2 separate regions of the Mus musculus genome follow, and region 2 is linked to region 1. Evidence: chromatin contacts called from public promoter capture Hi-C data. All regions are on one chromosome and are shown on one strand. Each heading gives the region's core, a stretch centred on a gene start, on an enhancer-like site or on the middle of the called end of the contact. The rest is flanking DNA. Distances are from core to core; before and after follow the strand shown.

Region 1 (3,758 bases), core at 1,125-3,624:
GTCTCCTGGTTATTTAGACTCCTCTCAGGGGCTGTTTGACAGCCCGAAGAGTAAACACCCACATTTCCTTAACTCTTATTTAAGTTATTTCATTGTTTTGCGGTGGTGTCAACTCAAAGCCTGTGCACCTGCACTGTCTAACAGTTAGAGGCTAACTGAACTACCTACCCCTGCCCCCCTCAGACAGGATTCAGAAAGCGGGCGAGGAAATTTAGTCCCCAGAGAAACGTACTGCAAGACAAAAGCATACACAGCTTTAAAATTCAATGTTTTTCTTCTCCAGAAGATACCCGCAGCAGTTTGTCACGGCTGTTTTTCATCGCATGGCCTGCTCTGATTGAAAGGCATGTGGGGGTTAAATATAGCAGCAGCAGCAGCAGCATCTGTGATGCAACCTTCTCTGGCCTGGCCAGGACAAGTCTGCGGCATTAAACTTAGGAAGGAAAGAAGGCAAGAGTGTCTCAACCCTCCAGGGCATGAAAGAGAAACTCCTTTTCCTGGCCATTTTCAGGGCAAGAGGAGAGACAGAGTATAAAGACAGGAAAGGGAGAATGGGAGGATGTTAGCCATCTGTCAGGTCTCTGGCAGTCCAGTCAGAGCCAGAACCTGGGAATCAGCAGTTTGCTGAAGTGAAGGTGGCCAGATGCCCTACCCAGGAACCACACATCACCCATTGCATTTTGCAAAGCGATCTGCCTAAAGTGGCCAGTCGCTTCGGGAGGCCCACTCCCGGCTTACTCTTTCCAAGACCTCCCTTTTCTTTCCCCCCTCCTTAAGGGAACAACTTAATAGCAGCAGTAATGAAACTTTAATTTGAAAATGGGCTGAAATGGACACACCAAATTGGCCATTGTGGCTGGAAGCTGGTGCGCAGTTCGGAGAGCGGCTGCGTGTTGCTCTCCACTGCTCTCCGTGACAGCCAGGGTGATTTAGTGGATTAAGTGTGTAAGGAGGGATGGGCGGAAGCAGCCTGTAGAGAAACTGAGCACCTTGATGGGCACAGGAAGCTTGATTTAAACTGTTATGGATTCTCTCTCCGGCTCGGTAGCAGCCCTGTTCCGTAGGTTAGCTGTAGCCTCATTTCGTGGTCAGTGTGTCTTAGAGCTCTTTCGTCAGAATCATTTTGGGTTTGTCTTGTGTTGTGTTTTTTAAGAGTCTCAACTATGGAGCCGGGTGTGGTGGCGCACGCCTTTAATCCCTGCAGAGGCAGGCGGATTTCTGAGTTTGAGGCCAGCCTGGTCTACAAAGTGAGTTCCAGGACAGCCAGGGCTATACAGAGAAACCCTGTCTCGAACACCCCCCCCCCCAAAAAAAAGAGTCTCAACTATGTAGCTCATGAACTGCTGCCTCTGTCCCCCAAGCACTGGGATTTACAGATGTGCAACCACTATGCCCAGCTTGTTGTTATTACTGCTGGCAAAGAGTGGAGGCATCTATCTATCTATTTATTTATTTACTTATTTACTTATTTATTTTGTTTTTTGAGACAGGGTTTTATTGTGTAACAGTTCTGACTCTCCTGGAATTCACTTTGTAGACCAGGCTGGCCTTGAACTCACAGAGATACACTTGCTAACTCACAGAGATACACTTGCTCCTGCCTCCTGAATGCTGGGATTAAAAGTATTTGCCACCATGCATAGCCAATTAAATTTTTTAAAAAAGAATTTCCCACTAATTCAAAAATTTAAAATGTATGTACCATACCTATAAATAAAATATAAATACAAAACATTTAAAGAGATAGTAAATGCTGTAAAACGACTTTAAAAACAAACAAACAAACAAACAGTGGCTTGAAGTTGAGTGTGTACCACGTAGCTGTAATTCTAGCCCTCAGCAGCTGAGGCAGAGGATTGCTTAGGAGTTAGAGGCTAGCCTGGGCTATTGTAGTAAGACCCTGGGTCTAATAGACAGACAGACAAACAATCAAGCAAAATATACTGGGCTGAAGTTGACTTTCAATCTTCTGTTGGCCTCTCCCTAGAGAAGCATATAAATACCTAGTGAGGTGACTTACTATAATAATAATTATTCTAGTTTATTTATATTTTGAGATGCTGTGGTATCTAGACTGGCCTTGAACTCCTGGGTTCAGTGATCCTTCTGTCTCAGCCTCTGAGGTAGCTGGGACTACCTCACGCACTGTTACGTGAGGCTTCAGTAGCAGTGTCTGTTTGGTTCTCTGTGTGTTTTATACTTTCTTCCTTCTTTCTTCTTTTGACAGAGTCTCATTATGTAGCCCAGGCTGGATTCAAACTTGTGTATCCACTTCCCTAGTGCTGAGATTACTAGTGTGGCCCCATGATGCGCCTGCCTGGCTATGCCTCAGGGTATCTGAGCAGTTCCACCCCCGAAGGACAGTCACCATCCATTCAGGTGTCTGCCCCTAGGTCCCCTTGCAGGAGGGAAGTCTTGCCTTCAGCCCTCAGCTCTCAGCCTTTACCCTGCTGCCTGGGGCAAGCTCCAGGAAAAGCTTGCCTAATTCCAAACTAGAGAATCAGAGCTCTTCTCTGGAATTCAAGCACGACTTAGAAGTCAGAGAAGTACACAGTGCACCAAATATTCTTTTTTTCTTTTTTACAGTTTATAATGTGCTGTGGGAGGCAGGAATCATATAATATAGAGCTTCATTTCGTTTCATAAATTAGTTTACTAAAAAAGACATTTGGTTTGGGGGGGAGGGTGCAAGGGCAGAGGGCAGATACGAAGGGACAGAGAGATGAGTGGGATTGGGGTATATGGTGTGAAATTCACAAAAAAAAAATCAATAAAACGTTTAAAAAACAAAACACCCCTACTTGGTTCATGTTGCACAGACTTGCCTCCCACCTTCCTGGTACTGGGATTACAGACCAGAGCCACCTTGCCTGGAAAAAGCAGGTTTTATAGAGTTCAAATTTTTATAAAATTTTATATATTTTTTAAAATTTTTATAATTTTTTTCTATTTTATAAAGTAAAAATAAATTAATAAGATTCACCCAGAGGTGGGGGGAGACAGGAAAAGGTAAGAAAAAGAAAAGGCACCATAGCCAGAGGCCCCACTGCTCTGCCTGAGACTCATTCTTGCCCTTTTCTCTTTTCTGGTCTTCGCATCTGCTGGGGAAGGAAGGATGACCTGGAATTCTGTCCAAACCGAAGCTCAGGGCAGAGCAGTGTGTCAAAGGTCACCGAGGCAAAAAGTAGGCCAGCGAGGAGCAGAAGCACTTCCTCCGACCACTGACCACCACCAGGGTCCCAAGGGAGGAAGAGGAATCCCCAACCCTTCACTGCCTGGCGCCAGGTCACATAGCCGTCACACCACCTTAATTCTGGTCCTAAGCCAGGTAAGTTGTCTGTTTCAACAAGATTTGTGTGCTGGTGGGAGACGAGGAAGAGCAGAGGTAATGAGAAGACACGTGCACAATGACCTGCTTAGATTAGATAACGTGGTTGAGGGGTGCTTGGTAAGCAGAGATTTTTAAGTGACAACTTCACAATGCAAAGTCAAAAGGGAAGGGGCAAGTGGGCTGGGAAAGGACGGAACCCCAGGAGGCCATCATGCTGGTCCAACATCCAACCCTATATCTCTCTGCTCAGTTTATCATCTACTCATTCTGGATTTTTGGAGACAAGAGTCTTGAGGTAAATCTCCTTCTCTCTGTCCCAGATTTGAGGATTACATGCTCTCACCTCTAGAGCTGCTTCTAGAATCAAGTCTATAACAATGCACAAATAAATAGCCAGGTGGCAGTGGTGTCAGCCTTCAATCCCAGA
Region 2 (4,173 bases), core at 1,219-3,718, 130 kb after region 1:
GGGAAAAATAGTATTCAGAGAATAACATAATGCAAAGTCTATGTTATTCTAGACAAGTTCTTGGTGAGACTAATTTTCGGTGCTTTTTGGTATTTAATTTGAGCTGCTGCAGCGTACATGCACATGTGACTCCATCAGATTGGATTCTTTCATTAAGTATTTTATTATTTTTAATTATTATTATTTAAATTGTTGCTGTTGTTTGAATTTGTTCACTTGGAGACAGGGTTATATGTATGTAGCTCAGGCTGACCCTGAATTCCCGATCTTTCTGCCTTGGCCTCTGAAGTGCTGAGATTATAAGCGTGTACTATCATAGGTACATAGCTGTATTATTTGGAGTTTTGAAACAGGGTCTTGTTATGTAGCCCAGGTTGGCCCCCAATCATCTTACTGGCTCAGCTTTCCTGTGCTCAGACCACACCCTTCTCCTCTTCACCCTTAAAGATGGTTTTGCTGAATATAAAGTTTGGTGGGGTTGGGCGGGGGCACTTCTTTCAGTTCCTGAAATAGTTTTTGGTGAGCGCTGCTGCCATCCAGATGGTTTTCTCTGGTAGATCCTGGTGCTTCTGCTCCTGCGTTTAAGACTTTCCCTCTTTGTTTTCAGAAGTTTGACCATGAAATTGTGTCTTGGTATAGATTTCTTGGGGGGTTGTCATATTTGGGGGGTTCTTAAAGCTATAGGTTTATGTCTGTTGCTTTCTTTCTTTTTTCTTTCCTTTTCTCCTTCCTTCCTTCCTTCCTTCCTTCCTTTCTTTCTTTCTTTCTTTCTTTCTTTCTTTCTTTCTTTCTTTCTTTCTTTCTTTTGGATTTTCGAGACAGGGTTTCTCTGTATAGCCCTGGCCATCCTGGAACTCACTTTGTAGACCAGGCTGGCCTCAAACTCAGAAATCCGCCTGCCTCTGCCTCCCGAGTGCTGGGATTAAAGGGGTGTGCCACCACTGTCTGGCCACCACTGTTTCTTTAGGTCCTTTTCCAGCTGTGCTGTCTTCTCTTATCCATTCAGAAGTCTGTTTCTCTTAGTCCCGCTTTATGGCTGTTAAGTCCACCCGCAGGAAAGTGTGTGCGTATGCGTGCGTGCGTGCGTGCATGTGTGTCTGTGTGTGTGTGTGTGTGTGTGTGTTTGAATGAATGTTTATGTTCTAAATAATCTCCATCTGGCTTTTTGTTTAACTGTGCTCATGGATGCTCACTAAAACCCTATTATAATGGCTGCTAGGGCCGGCTGTGCCACTATGCGTTGGCAACTCCTGACCACCTGCAGGAAAAACTGGAGCAGAGACAAGGATGGGTCTGAGATGAATAAGAGCACCCCTCGTCCCAGAACGACTTAGTTCTGCACAGTCAGAGCAGCCCTTGTCCAGAACTGCTAAGTTCTGCTCAGCTCTTGACCCAGGTTAAAACTAAACCTCATGCCAGCACTTTCCAGACCAACTTCGGGGTTACTGGATCCCCTCTGTTTATTCTTTCCCATATGGTCACATTGGATAAACCTCTTCTCTGCTTCTCTTTTAATTAATTACCATATTGAGGGTGGGTTGGGCTTAGCTTGTTGCAGCTGCCAGCGCCCAGGCTGGTCTTCTAGAACCTCTGGTAACAGTATCATCCCATGGCTCTCTAAGGCACATTGTTCAGGGGATGTAATTTGTAACAACATTTAAAGATTAACCAAAGCTTAAAGGTGAGGTAGCATTTCAAAGGAAGGTGAAAATGTATGAGTCAGTTGACTTTCCTCCAAGGAAGTTCCTTCAGCAAATGAGGAAAAGGCAGCTTTCTGAGGTGCATTGTTTAGGTTTTAGGGACGAAAGGAGGTTTAGACTCTGCTAAAGTCACAAGTGCAAACACTGTGGCCACATAAGCTTAGATTGTTGGTTTTAACATCCTTATTTACAAGGACATTAGGGAGCGCTATCTCTGGAGGCAATTTCAATTTTATCAGTTGGGTTGAAATTTCGACTCCAAGATAACAGGAAGTTAGACCCCAGGACCAGGGGCCTTGTTCCTGCCCCAGACTCTTCATTTCTTGTCTATCTTCCTTCAATCTTTCCTCATTCATGCTGAGCTTTTCCTAAATGTAGGTACAAGTGATTTAAAAAAAAAAATGCTTATTTTAAAGTTTACCCATGGTAGACTATCTAAAGTTTATTAAACAAGGTTATACAGTGCTCACACAGGGATACTTTGAGTTTAAATCCTGTGCCCAGTGAGGTCATAGCAACATACATTAAACTGATAAACTGCTTATGTTATTTGAGCTCCCTGAGAAGCAGGCTCTGGAAACTGGGGTTGCCTGACTCCCCATTTCAGACCCAAGTAGGTTTGTCTCAAAATGTCTTCTGAATCTGTAACAAGGAGAAAGAGCTGCAAGAGAAAAGATGCTATATCCTTAAAATCAGGAGGCCAGCCAGGGAGAAGCAGGCAGTGCTCTTAACTGCTGAGTCATCTCTCCAGGCCCCCAGGTCACTGTTCTTTATTGGTGGTATTTAAGCGTCTAGTCTGCGAAAGAGAAGGCAGAAGCTCAGCCATGGGACGGAAACAGCCATGGAGAGAAAGCACAACTGGGAACCCCAGCTGATTGCCTCAACTTCCCCAGTTGGTTCCTGCAGTGTGTAGTGAGCACCTAGGACAATGATGCTATTCTGTCTGTCTGTCTGTCTGTCTGTCTGTCTATCACCTATCACTTACTTTCTATTCTTTCACTTTGGCTTGCTATATACTTAAACTTACTCATGAAAAAGTAAAAATATAAAAGTATAAATATAAAAATCTTGTAGGTTATTCTCTGGACTGTATTGAAGAGTCACACTGAGCAAAGCCTTGGCTTTTCTTTTAGAAAGGCCTGCTTGCTAGTGGCACTGCAACAGAGGCCTAGAGCAGTGGCCCCTAAAGAAAAGTTTCCAGAGAAATCTCAGGCAGGAAGAGGAGTCACCACACCCAGGTTCAGAAGGTGGCCTTTCTTCCCTGGAAGAGATTTCAAAGTTCTGCTTCATCAACACAGTCAAACTGGGAAGGGCAGAGCGAAACCAGAAGTCCCTCTCATTTCGGTTAAGCCCAAATGGGAGTTCATTTGCCTTTACCAATTTCTGTTTTCTAATTCCCTTGGAACATGGGGAAACTGGGGCAGGTTTATAAACGTAAGTTGTTGCTCAACAGCAGCTTAAGTGGTCTTTGATGGAAACATGGACTTTTGATACAACGCTCTTTAACTCTCCTGTTGCAGCAAGCCTCCTGTGACACTGTCAAGGGAGAAGGGAGAGAGAGAGAGCGACTTGGTATTGTCCAAGGAAGGCTAGCTTCCCTAGCCAGTCTCTGCTGCCACTCACAGCTGGGCAGAAAGGATTCAGGGTCCTTTCTAGGCACCTGTGAGTTTAATCACGTGTTTCTCATATGGCCCTGACGTTATGGGGAAGCTCTAACTCTCTGTGTCCATAGCCCCTAGCACTAACAAGAAAGCGAGGCACTTTGTTCTCTCCTGGTAGGGTGAATGGAAGTCCAGCTTTTTCAGGTGGAATATCTGGGGTGGGGAAGAGAGTTCAAAGGGTACCCAGGGAGGGTGAGTCTTGTTCTTCCATTTGGCAAAGGACCGTAAGGCTACTTTTTCACATCCTAGCAGAGCTGGAATAAACAAACAAACAAACAAACAAAGCACCCATCTATAACCCTCTGTAATTTCAATTCCAGGGAACTGCATGCAGGCAGACACATATACATAGAATAAAGCTAAATAAATCTTAAAAATAAAACTTTAGCCAGGTTTAATCTCAGCACAGAGAGTCAGAGGCAGGTGGATTTCTACGAGTTTAAGGACAATCTGGCCTACAGAGTGAGTTCCAGAACAGCCAGGGCTACACAGTGAAATCATGTCTGGAAAACCCAGAATTTTTTTGTTTTAATCTTACTTTCACTTTTTTTTGTATTTATATGTAGACGTGTAACAGCTGAATTACATAGGAATCCATTTCTTTTCCTTCCAAGAATCTCTGGAAAACTGCACAATAGCCGTGGCTCTTTGCTTCCCACCAGCAGTGTGCCAGAGTGCTAATTTCTCCACAGTCAACACTATTTGTGTTTTTGTGTTTTTGTTCTGTTTGTTTGTGTTTTAGACCCAGAACCATGAAGCAGGCTGGCTCTCTACCACTGCCAAGCCTACGCCCACGCCCAACCTCTAGTGGC

Evidence for each region. Promoter capture Hi-C pulls out the DNA fragments that hold promoters and counts their contacts.
Region 2: a contact with region 1 is called in a promoter capture Hi-C map of trophoblast stem cells, with 2.7 times the contacts expected there. The contact joins two enhancer-like sites. A contact is called at or near these places in 5 of 39 promoter capture datasets (HPC-7-derived erythroid cells, cranial neural crest, hematopoietic stem and progenitor cells and 2 more), 1 of 15 datasets of contacts at CTCF or cohesin (large pre-B cells), 4 of 484 Hi-C or Micro-C datasets (the F1.1 cell line, the HPC-5 cell line, bone marrow-derived macrophages and 1 more) and 1 of 115 datasets of contacts at active chromatin or transcription factors (extraembryonic endoderm stem cells).

Annotation. Positions count from the first base shown.
Region 1 is chr3:104,565,422-104,569,179 of GRCm38.p6, forward strand. Gm34490 (a long non-coding RNA gene) reads left to right here. Exons shown (of 3, transcript XR_375933.3): 2 at 3,111-3,328. Among named protein-coding and RNA genes, the nearest start is that of Gm34490, 12 kb to the left of the region's middle. Within about 2 kb of position 2,375, at least 18 of the 459 cell types and tissues checked have an H3K27ac peak or open chromatin away from gene starts, as enhancers often do. A contact at or near this core is called in trophoblast stem cells, where this site is marked.
Region 2 is chr3:104,696,568-104,700,740 of GRCm38.p6, forward strand. No RefSeq gene overlaps it. Among named protein-coding and RNA genes, the nearest start is that of Gm34548, 18 kb to the left of the region's middle. Within about 2 kb of position 2,469, at least 8 of the 459 cell types and tissues checked have an H3K27ac peak or open chromatin away from gene starts, as enhancers often do. A contact at or near this core is called in trophoblast stem cells, where this site is marked.